Linked DNA regions of Rattus norvegicus: region 1 is linked to region 2. A link is a contact called in public Hi-C data. All regions are on one chromosome and are shown on one strand. Each heading gives the region's core, a stretch centred on a gene start, on an enhancer-like site or on the middle of the called end of the contact. The rest is flanking DNA. Distances are from core to core; before and after follow the strand shown. Region 1 overlaps Nt5dc3 (5'-nucleotidase domain containing 3). Region 2 overlaps Nt5dc3 (5'-nucleotidase domain containing 3).

The links. A called contact is a pair of places that touch in the nucleus more often than the background predicts.
Region 1: a Hi-C map of psoas muscle shows a contact between it and region 2, with 2.2 times the contacts expected there. The contact joins two enhancer-like sites. A contact is called at or near these places in 3 of 12 Hi-C or Micro-C datasets (liver and psoas muscle).

What each region holds. Positions count from the first base shown.
Region 1 is chr7:23,129,583-23,135,154 of GRCr8, reverse strand. It overlaps Nt5dc3 (5'-nucleotidase domain containing 3), which reads right to left. Exons shown (of 14, transcript NM_001134887.3): 14 at 256-4,696. The coding sequence ends at 4,444. Among named protein-coding and RNA genes, the nearest start is that of Nt5dc3, 54 kb to the right of the region's middle. Within about 2 kb of position 2,599, at least 3 of the 93 cell types and tissues checked have an H3K27ac peak or open chromatin away from gene starts, as enhancers often do.
Region 2 is chr7:23,093,763-23,098,902 of GRCr8, reverse strand. It overlaps Nt5dc3 (5'-nucleotidase domain containing 3), which reads right to left. Exons shown (of 14, transcript NM_001134887.3): 2 at 123-307. Among named protein-coding and RNA genes, the nearest start is that of Nt5dc3, 18 kb to the right of the region's middle. Within about 2 kb of position 2,577, at least 3 of the 93 cell types and tissues checked have an H3K27ac peak or open chromatin away from gene starts, as enhancers often do.

The DNA of each region.
Region 1 (5,572 bases), core at 1,350-3,849, 36 kb before region 2:
CCAGAAACTGCCTACATTTCACCTTTCTTGATCCCCTTCTGTGGGTCCACTCGCTTCCTTCTTTTGAGGTTCTGGAAATGGAATTCAGGGCCTCAAGCATGCTGCGTAAGCACTCTACCACTGAGCTGTCCTCCCACCCCTAGGGATTTTTTTTAAACCTCTGATTTCTTTTTATAGACATCTGGGAGGAAACCATGTTTCAACTTGGCTTAAATACCCGTAACCGATAGTGCACTAACACACACACATACAAAATACAATTCAAGCTTTTATTTGGCTTTGAGTTCATTATCACAACATAGACAATCAACATGTAGAATAAATAGCAAATTCACATTCCGAATAAATAGTAAACCTACTTTGCATTTGTCATGCCTGATGCCACACAGGTACAGTCGTTCCATGACACAATTAGGGAATGGGCCTACATCGGAGCTCAAGCCTGTGCTAACAGAGAAAAACAATGCAGGAGCACTTTGGGAGGAGCAGACTGGAGACAAAAAGTTTCATGCAGGAAGGTCTTGAGAGGTTCACTGCTGGGATCCACATCTGGGACAAGGAGGGGCAAACTAGTTGCGGGGGAGGGGTGCTGCAACACAAGGCAAACACAAGAAGGTCTTGGTAGCCCTAAAGGGAGCTCTGGAGCTAGCCCCAAAGTAATGTTGGAGAGACCAGGCCCTGTCCCTTCATAGGGAACAGTCACAGATTATACACTGCAGGAAAGGCATGTGATCCGGAGCAAAGCAAGGCTGCGCGTCAAGGAAATTCTCAAAGAGAAACACATCAGCCCGCACCACTCCCAGCCCCTGGGATGAATCAGCCTTCAGTCCTGAGCCCAGCAGAGTCATAAAAAGGGTAACAGCTCACAGCTCAAATCCACAGTGAAGCAATCTTGGCAGGTACTGCAAACTCACATAGCACTGGCTGTGGCCGTGTAGAGGGGGAGACAGGGTTCCTAAGGGAGCACGGCACAGTGGCTTAGCGCTTACACTAACTGTACCCAAGCAGGAAAGACCCCACATGCTCTAAGCAAAGAATCTTGCCATCCAAGCAGGAGCCAGCACCCACAGTCTGTGCTGGTGAATCAAATCCCCATGGAACAGTGGATCCATTCCTGCAGATGCAGCAATGGGAGGGCCTTCGAAGTTGAAAATGGTTCCCTAATTAGAAAAGGCCCCCCTCCTCTTCCTTCCCGTTGTTTAACCTATCTGTGGTCTGAAACGTTAGCTAAACTAAAGAACCTTGCTCCCAAATATTAATGCCAAAGACATAAGTAAATAAATAACAAGAAGAAAAAAGAGGAGAAAGAAAAAATAAAACAAAAACCAACCCACCCAACAAAAGGAAATCACACCAGGTCTGGTGGTTCACACTTCTTATCACAACGCTCTGTGGAAGCAGGGGATATCTCTGAGGGCTAACCTGCTCTACATAGTAACTTCCAGACCAGCCAGAGCTGCACACTGAGACCCCGTCCCAAAAATAACAAACTAAAGAAAATCCTTGGGCGGAGAAAGAATGGATGGGCTCCCTGAGCAGCGGGAGAGAACTATCAAGGAGCCCTCCCTGCATCTGGCCATTCAGTCTTTTGAGCATTTTAGTCAAGAGCCTCAAGTAGGTTTCTGGCAGCAAGTGAGCATTTGGATAAAGTGGAATTTCTGTGTATTTAGCACTTGCTGAGGGGAGGGGAAAGCCATTTAGTTCACCCAAAGCTAAATTAGGTAGGAGGCACGACAGCTTTTCACTTCTCCTTTATTGCAATAAATAAGAGGGCCGATGTGTTCAAAGCAACTGGTAATTTAGTCTGAGATCTGACCACATCAGTGGCAGGTGTATTAATGGTAAAGAGGGGTGTGGAAGGTGTGGGGGTGGGGGTGTTAGGAAGGAAGAAGAGGGTTGGGGACTTGACAGAGACAGACATGTGTGGAGAGCAGAGGCCAAAGCTGGAGAGGAGAGGAAGGGAGGAAGGGTGGGGGGAAGAGAAAAGAAGGGGAGAGGGAAGAGGGGGAAGAAGAAAGGAGGGAGGAGGGGGAGGGAAGAGGAAGGTGTGCTATCTTAGGAGGAAAAGCAAGAGCTTCAAACACCCAGCACCTGAGATATTTTTAAAGCCAGCTCTCCCCTGAAAAAGCAACTCTGAGAAAACCCCAGCAGTGCAAACCACTCCAGTGGCCGCTGCTGACACCATGGCCTTGCTGGATGTCACCCTGGCAGGGACTGCCCTTAGACTGAATTTTTGTTCACATGATTCTAAGAAAATCAGTCTAAACAATGTCAAAAAAAATGTATAGTTCAAAGATATTAAAATTTTTACTGTTCGGTTTACAATTTGATATTTTTTAAAGGTGGAAAAAACCCCACTCTCCTTTTACCTATATACCGTCCTCAATGTGCACACAAAAGAATACTCTAAAAAGAACACGATACCAGTGCAGTAGGTCAGACCCCAGCCAAGAGTCCCAGGGACAAGCTAAAACTTGTCCTGACTGCACTAGCGGAGGACTGGAACACGGTGGAAACGCCCCTGTTCTTCATGCAGGATGCCGTGCCAGGCCACTCTGCCAGAGCACGGTTTGAGTGTGCAGTCTGCCCGGCTGTGTGTCGGGTGTGACGTCCCGGCTGACCCAGTACGGTCGAGCTTGGTGGCCTCGAGACTGTGATCCTTGTATACAGAGCAGGCTGTAAGATGCAGTTCTCACAGCCAGATGTCCCCCCCCTCCCCCCCCCAGGCTTTGGTCGCCTACTGTAGGCATTAAGAGAGCAGCTCTGCCTCGATCCTGAGTAGACAAACCTGGAAACTGGCATCTAGTCTACACCCGAAGAATACAGGATCCGATCAAAGAGTCACTGTTTTTAGCTTCACTCTGCTCCCCAAAGCACGAGTCAGGGGCATCCCAAGCACGCCCCTTTTAGGACTCTGACACGGAGCAGTTGCCAAAACCCCCTGGTGGCTAACACTGGGGAACAGGAACACCGGAACAGAAAAATACCCATCCTGTTCTGAAAAGGAGCAGAATGCTGAACCCCGGTGCTTAGAATACAACACACGAGAGGGGGAGGGGCCTGAAGGGTCACCTTCGAAACAACGTTCAACACTAGCAACAGCAAAGACACCATGCTAACACAGGGCTTCACAGTGAATGCTACACGGTTCATTTAGCTTCTGCACATCGGCAGGCAGCCTGCAACAGCGATGGGGCTGGGAGCGGCCCCTCATCAGCCGGCTAGATCTACTTACTGCCATAAAGATGCCAAAGAGCAAGCACTCGCCACACGTCTCCTTCATGCTCCTGCCGCCTTCACACTTTTGCATGCCTGTAATACGAGACTCCGGAGACTGAGGCAGGAGGATTGAGTCCAAGGCTAGCCCAGGCTCCATAGCAAGACCCTAACTGGGGGTGAGGGTGAGGGATAGGGGGTTAAGGAGGGGGCAAGGGAAAGAAGCAGCAGCTATGGCGGCGGCAGCAGCAGTGCCACGTTAGTGTAAAAGCTTACAAGGCGTCAGGCCACAGGAGACAAGGCTAATCTGGCCACCAGCACTTCCATGGCCTTTGCAATGAAAACGCCATTGAACAGAACTGTCAGTGACAGCAGCCACTCCTGTGGTGCCCAAATGTGTTCAAAGATACTGCAAACAGACGTAATAAGGAGTCTTCCCTCCAGAGGGGGAAGGGCAGAGGAGATTTCCCCAGCTTGGCTCTCGGCATGAAACATGGCATTCCCATCAGCAGCTGTCTATGCTGGATGGCCTAGCACACGGGATAGCGCTGGCCACAGGCCGAGTCCCAAGGCTTTGCGTCTTTGTTGTCCTCTAATATGTCCGACCCACTGGCTGAAAGGCAACTTTAGCTCGAGTGGCTGTGTCCTTACCCCTTTCCTGGGGAGGAGGGAACCCATCCGTCACCCCTTCGGGCAGACAAAGCAAGTGCACACTGAGGACAAACACTTCTTGTTCTTCCTCAGCAAAGTCGTTCCGGTAGGCTGTGATTTCTACGGCAAAGTGTCTTTGAAAGCCTAGGACCAGAAGACCAGGGAACTGGCCGCAGGTAGGGCTGCTTCCTCAGCAACCTGCTTCCTACTGTCTCTGCATTTCACCATGCCCTTGTGGTCCTCAATGTAACCGCGTGTAAACAACCAAGAAATGCCTCACAGAATCAAGGTGTCCACTCTTGACCTACTGAACACAGACAGCCATCAAGAGGGTGCGCTCGTCAAGAGGCCTGACGTTGTTAGTTCCACATTAAACAAGACTGAATCAGTGTTGTGTGGAGAAGGGCCAGGAGACCCCAGGTGGCCAGCTCCTATCTCAACCTGGACAGGACAGTATTCATGGTAAGGTAGAAAAAATACAAAAGGCGCATCTGACTCTGGGAAGCAACTCTCAGGCTACTTGACACTCTGTGAGGCCACGAATGCTTCTGGCTTTTTCCTCAGGCAAACACAGGGTTACTTAGCCTGAGCCTCCTGCAGCAGAGGGGCTTTGAAGGCAGATGGGCTGTCCGACCACGCAGGAAGCTCGTGCTGCAGGGGAGTCCTCCTGGGGTAGAATGTGTGGTTGACATCGTAGTTCAGGAGGCAGCTCAGAGATGCCATGTAAATGTCCGCGAACCTTGACAGGCGCCTCAGGAAGTAGGTTGGATTCTGATCTGTGCGGAACAAACTCCCAAACTGGGCGTTGAAGAAACTTTTGGTCATTTCTCTGAAATTTCATGAAGGAAAAAGAAAACAACAGAGAAAAAGTTTTAAAGGTTTGCTTTTGGTTTTGTTTGAACACTTGAGTAAAAATTATCTTTAAAACAAAACCTACTAGAGAGGAGAAAGCAGCCAATTAGCCAAGGGCAGACTTAATATCAATCAAGAAAAACACTGTGAGTCAGGTGTGGGGCCCACGCCCATAATCTCAGCACCAGGGGCTGAGGTCAGAAGATCAGGGAGCCAGCCTGGGCTACATAATGAGACCTTGTCTTACAAAACAAATAAACAAACCACAAAACACTATCTGTCCAACCAGCTCTCAAAATAGCCTGTTACATTCCTGAGTCCTGTGCCAGTTAAAACAGCACTTCGAGACTTTGCTGTGAACTCCGTGCTCCTCCAAATGCACGCTGTGTGCCATTCAGAGTGGGCAGAGCTGTTTCCGAGGTACTGACAAAGAGTTCTCCATGGTACCAAGAACTAAGCACGGCAGAGAAATAAACTGCTGTGAAGGTTGATCACCACCTCCCAGGATAGACCTTCAAATGCTCCGCATGCACCCTCCTCGCCTAGCCCGAAGCACGTCAGTCAGTCACCAAAGCCGAGGTGTTCGGCCTCTGCAATCAAACCTCTGTGCACTCCTACCTCAGGCAGCATCCTCTGCACACAGACTACCCCGACAAAATGGATTAACACCATTTGAACGGTGTTAAATCCATTACAAACACAGGAAACACTTAACTCATTGCACAACTGTGCATAAAAGCCAAACACTAGCAACGGTTGTCTGTTGTCATTGGAGACCAACAGACACAAGGACCAACGGACCACAGCTACTAAAACCCCAGCTAGGTTTCTGCAGGTGAACAACATAAACGGT
Region 2 (5,140 bases), core at 1,328-3,827:
AGCCACTCGCTGCAGGGCTTCTGTAAAAGGGCAGGGCCTGGGCATGCATGCACAGGGCTGTCTGCTCTTCAGACACCACAGGGGTCAAAGGGAAGAGGACAGGAAGGTCTCTGCAGCCTTACCCTGTGTTCGTTGATGAGAAGGTCCCGGGCAGCGTTGAAGATGAGCGTGTGGAGATGTTTGGAATAGAACACCAGGGTGTAATCGTAGTCGAAGCCATATATCTCGATGTCCGACAAGCTCATCTCATTGTTCGAGAAAATGGCATCTGGATTCAGCAAGTTGTTCATGATGGAGGGAACCAATTCTAGGAGCAAAGAAAAGAACCTGTCATCTCCTGGGACAGACAGGGGTCGGATGGCGTCTAGACAAAGGGAGCAGTTTGCACATCCATGTGATGTCTGGAACAGGCAGATCCCAGGCTGGGGAGGCAGCTCAGTGGTAGAACACTTGTGGGGAGGGAGGAAGAGGAGGAGGGAAGAAGGAGAAAGGTAGGTTTGTGGGGACAGAAAAGAAGACTAGTGGCTGTGCCAGATGGGTGAGGAGGTGACTGTTACTGTGTCTAGAATTTCTTTCCAGGTGGTAGAAATATTCTCAATTTGATTGTGGTGACGGGCACAGCAGAATGCATTTCATGAATATACCAAATCCATGGGTGGGGCTCCTAGAGTCCTCATGTGAGTTCAGAGGAGTCTCCATCATGCTGATGAGATTGTCACTGAGAAAGAACACGTGATACAGTGCCTCAAGGGATCAACATTTTTAAATATGAGAGAGAGAGAGAGAGAGAGAGAGAGAGAGAGAGAGAGAGAGGTTGATCCTAACATTCAATGTATTGGCTACCCATGTCTCCATATATATCCTATAAGGCTGACCTTACTACACACACAAGCCTGTGTGTCAGTCTCCATAGTTCATATTCAACCACAAGCTCACATCACCGCAGACGCTGAGATCTGACCTCAGGCTACTACGACCTGACACTTCAATATATGTATTATATATGTACGCCATAACCAACCTGACATTTGACTCATTTAATTCCTTCCTACTTAATAATAACACCTTTGTGGTGAGCAGATCACTTCTTTCAGCTGCATTAGGGGTGGGGTCACCCCATCCAACATCGGGGTCCACCAGACAGGGAAGCAGTTTGTACTATAGCAGGTCTTTCTGTTTGAGGGGCAGCTATGACATCACTTCTTTCTTAAAGGGATTCCAAAAATTCCTTCTACCTTACCATTTCCATGAGTTCAAATGGACCCTTACCGCGATCCGATCTGCAAGGCAAGGGAGGACTGTGGCTCAGGGCTGTGACTCAGTGGCAAGAGTACACGCTCGCTCAGCATGCCCAGAGCCATCTGACCCCCAGCACTGAAAGTACAGCCTGAAGATGAAATAGAGGATGTTAGTGGTTTTAGCTCTGCAGTGTGTTGGAATATTTCCCTGTATTTATTCCCCCAAAAAATAATCCATTTAAGCCATGGATTTTTAACAACCTATGATTTTTAACAACACTAAAGCCATGTCCACTCCTGCTTCTGCTCTCACCCCATCCAGACACCATAAAGATTGTTCACAGACTCTGAAGACAGCGTCCCCACAGCCATGTTGGTAGCCTGCACAGAAGACAGAAGAGAGAATGTATGACTGCAAGAGTGTGTGTATGTGTACATGTGTGCTGTGGTGTGTGTGTGTGTGTGTGTGTGTGTGTGTGTGTGTGTGTGTGTGCCCCTGCACTGCCCCCAGCCAACCAATCGAATGTAAAACTGTATTTTTAAAAACAAAAACATAACTAAATGAACGAGTCCGCCCATTATTTTTACGTCTTTTGACTATGAGCAGTTTCCACTAAGGAGTCATCTTAGTAATCAAGCCATGACAACCTTATTGGTCACGTGACCAGACCCCTACCAGGGCAGAGTCCCAGCTATAGTCCTGAAAGTTACAGCCCTTGGCAAACCCAGCAGAAGTTAGAAAAACCTCACAGACCTTCGGTCAGTGGCAGATGGCTACCCCCTGAGGTGTCTTCCCCATACATCAAATTAAAATCCCACTAAGACCCCACACAGTTCCCAAGCCAGGCATGAGTGAGCACAGTTTTGCCCACACTGACATTTCTACAGAACTCCCCAATAAATGACACACTCTCATTAGCGTCCTTCATTAAAAACAACAGACAACTGCCTTGGGTCTCAGGGTGAGGGCGGTGGTGGGTGGTTCTCTGTCTCATCCGCAAGTGGCACGGCTCGGAGGGCAGTAAGACTAACGTGCAGAAAACAGGAGGCAGGCAGTTCACGAGAACTGACTCCCAGGCAGGGAGAAGTCAGCACTGCCTGGTCCTCCAGATCTGATACTGAGGATCCTTGTTATGTGGCCGGGTTGCTGTAGGTGATGCTATTTCCTGCGTATGACAGATTCACCCAGATGACGTAGGTGAGCCGGATGGCTTATGGTGTGCCCAAAAGCTCCCCTTTCACAAATGACCTTTGTGTGGGAAGCTCCAACAGCCTGCTTTAGTTTAGGCTTATATTTAGAAAAAGCACTGGCAAGAAAGCCCGAAAGGCAGTACATGAGAAATGCCCCACAGGTCAGCCGGGTGGAGCCACCCAAGGCTCCCCAGAGCTGGTCACCAATGGGCTGCCCATCACATGAGGGTCATCACCTCCACGCCTGGCTGTGTCACATGCCAGTCTTCAACACAGGCACAGGGGAAGCATCAGAAGCCTGAAGGGACCTCAGCTACTCTCTAATGTGACGTCATGAACAGACTGCCCCTCTCAGTCACCCACTGGAACTAACTGCAGAGGTAGACACGGGAGTGAGTGTAATGGAGAAAGTGAGTTCCTTTTGCACACAACAGAGACAGCAAGAGGTACGACTGGTGCTGGGAAGTGGAGCGGCAGCTCTGTGCGCCACAAGGCACAATGGGCTGGAAGCTGTGTCCCCCAGTAGATAATATGGCTACTGTGGGTGATGCTATTTCCTGAGTATGACAGATTCACCCAGATGACGTAGGTGAACCAGGTGGCTTCTGGTTCTCTATCTACTAATCCCACAAACCACTAGGAAATGTGCTAAACAAGGTAGGGTAAATAATCCCAGCACCTAGAAGCATGGGGTGTGGGGTGGGGTTCAGCCAGCCTGGGCTACACAGTACCATAACCCTGTTTCAGAAAAGAAGTTGCAGGCATTCTGTTTTGATTTGGGCTTGTGGTTGTTTACTGTATTATGACAAAATAACGCATATAACAAAATTTACCGCCCTAATTTTTTTGTTGTTCTGTTTTGTTCTTTTGGTGTTTTTGTTGTTATTTTGTTTGGTCTTTGTTTGAGATTTGTTTGTTTGTTTGTTTTGAGACAGGATTTCTCTGTGTAGTCCTGGCTGTCCTGAAACTCACTCTGTAGACCAGGTTGGCCCAGAACTCACAGAGATCTGTGTGCCTCTGCTTCCTGAGTCTGAGACTAAAGGTGTGAACTGCCACTGCCCGGCCATCCTGATTATTTTGAAGTGTAGTTCAGTAGCTCACCCTCTGGAGTCCCACTGCCACCATCCAGCTCCAGAACTCTCTCTTTGTAGTGGCTATTCCTGGTTGTCAACTTGACTCTATCTGGGATGAACTACCATCCAGAATTGGAGGCTCATCTGTGATCCGGACTTGAGGCTGGGAGACACAAGATTCTGACCTGGATCTTGGCATGGAAATCTTGAGGCACAGTGGCCATGAAACGCTTAGGCCCAGGTAAAGTAACACAAGCCTTTAACTCCAGGAGACTGAGGCAAGGAGATCTCGGAGTTCAAGGTCAGCCTGGGACAAAACAAGTCCCAGATCCAGGCATGATGATGGTACACACCTTTAATATGAGCCACACCTTCTGCTGGAGATCTACATTAAGGACATTGGAAGAAGAAAGATTCACTCTTCGTCACCTGCTTGCACTTACGTGCCAGCACATCTGTTGGAACCTACTTCCACAGAAGACCAGCTCAAACAACCAGCCTCGTGAGACTGAGCAACTACTAGATTCTTCGACCTCCCATCCACATCTCACCACTGCCGGGACTATTGGACTACAGACTGTAGTCATCACAATAAATTCCCTCGATGTAGAGAGACGTTCCGTAAGTTCTGTGACCCTAGAGAACGCTGGCTAATACAGTCTTGGAACACTCAAACACCGTCCCCCTAGATAACACCCCACTGCACACCCACCCCCAGCAGCAACACGGCTGCACGTCTCCGAGAGGTTGGCTGCTCTTTAGCACCTCACACACGCAGGCTCGCCCAGCACCTGCCCTGCACGTAATGTCTACTGCTCATCCATGGTGACGCACCCACCGGGTCCTCCCCCTCCATACTCACCCAACAGCGCCCATGTGGAGAATGACCCGGGAGGTTGGTTCTCTTCTGCCATTGGGTCATACATGCCTTCACCCACCGAGCCGGCTCACCAACCCTCTACTTATACACTGACAAACTTCCATCCTGCTTTCCTCAAAGCTGTACACTCCTCTGTTCCGCTTTTTTAAGATTCCCCTCAGAATATCATTCATTGACTCAATTCTATCTTTACCGCTGACAGGAAAAGAAAACGAACAAAGGCAAAACTTAGGTTGAATCCGGTGTCTTCCCTCTCTATTCAGGCAAATATTTTAAATTGCCTGGAGATCCGAGCGCGAGAAGTACAACTTCGGCCAACCTTGCTTGTTCTGCTTCATATTCAGAAATGCTAAGCAGCTCCCCATTAATAAAAGCCTCCAGTCAGGCGGGGCTATCAGTGTCAGTCACAGAGCAAACGTAGGGAGAGCGCCAAGTGGAAATCCACGGCCTGGTTCTGTCAAGGGATTTCCTCACACAGTCAAAGGCAAGATGACTGTCATTCAGCTATTGGGCAGGCAGCCTAGAGAGTCATAAAAGTTGACAAAGTGGGTACTAGGGAGATGCTCAGTCAGTAAAGTGCCCGCCACTCAAGCAGGAAGTGACCCCCAGCACTCCCGTGAAAGCTGAGTGTGGGTACACGGGCATTTGAAATCCCAGCAAGGTGCAGAAGGAGGGGTAGATCCCTGAAACTCATGACTAGTCTACCTGAACAGATGTGTCTCAGGTTCAGTGACACATCTAAGGTAAAAATTTAAGGT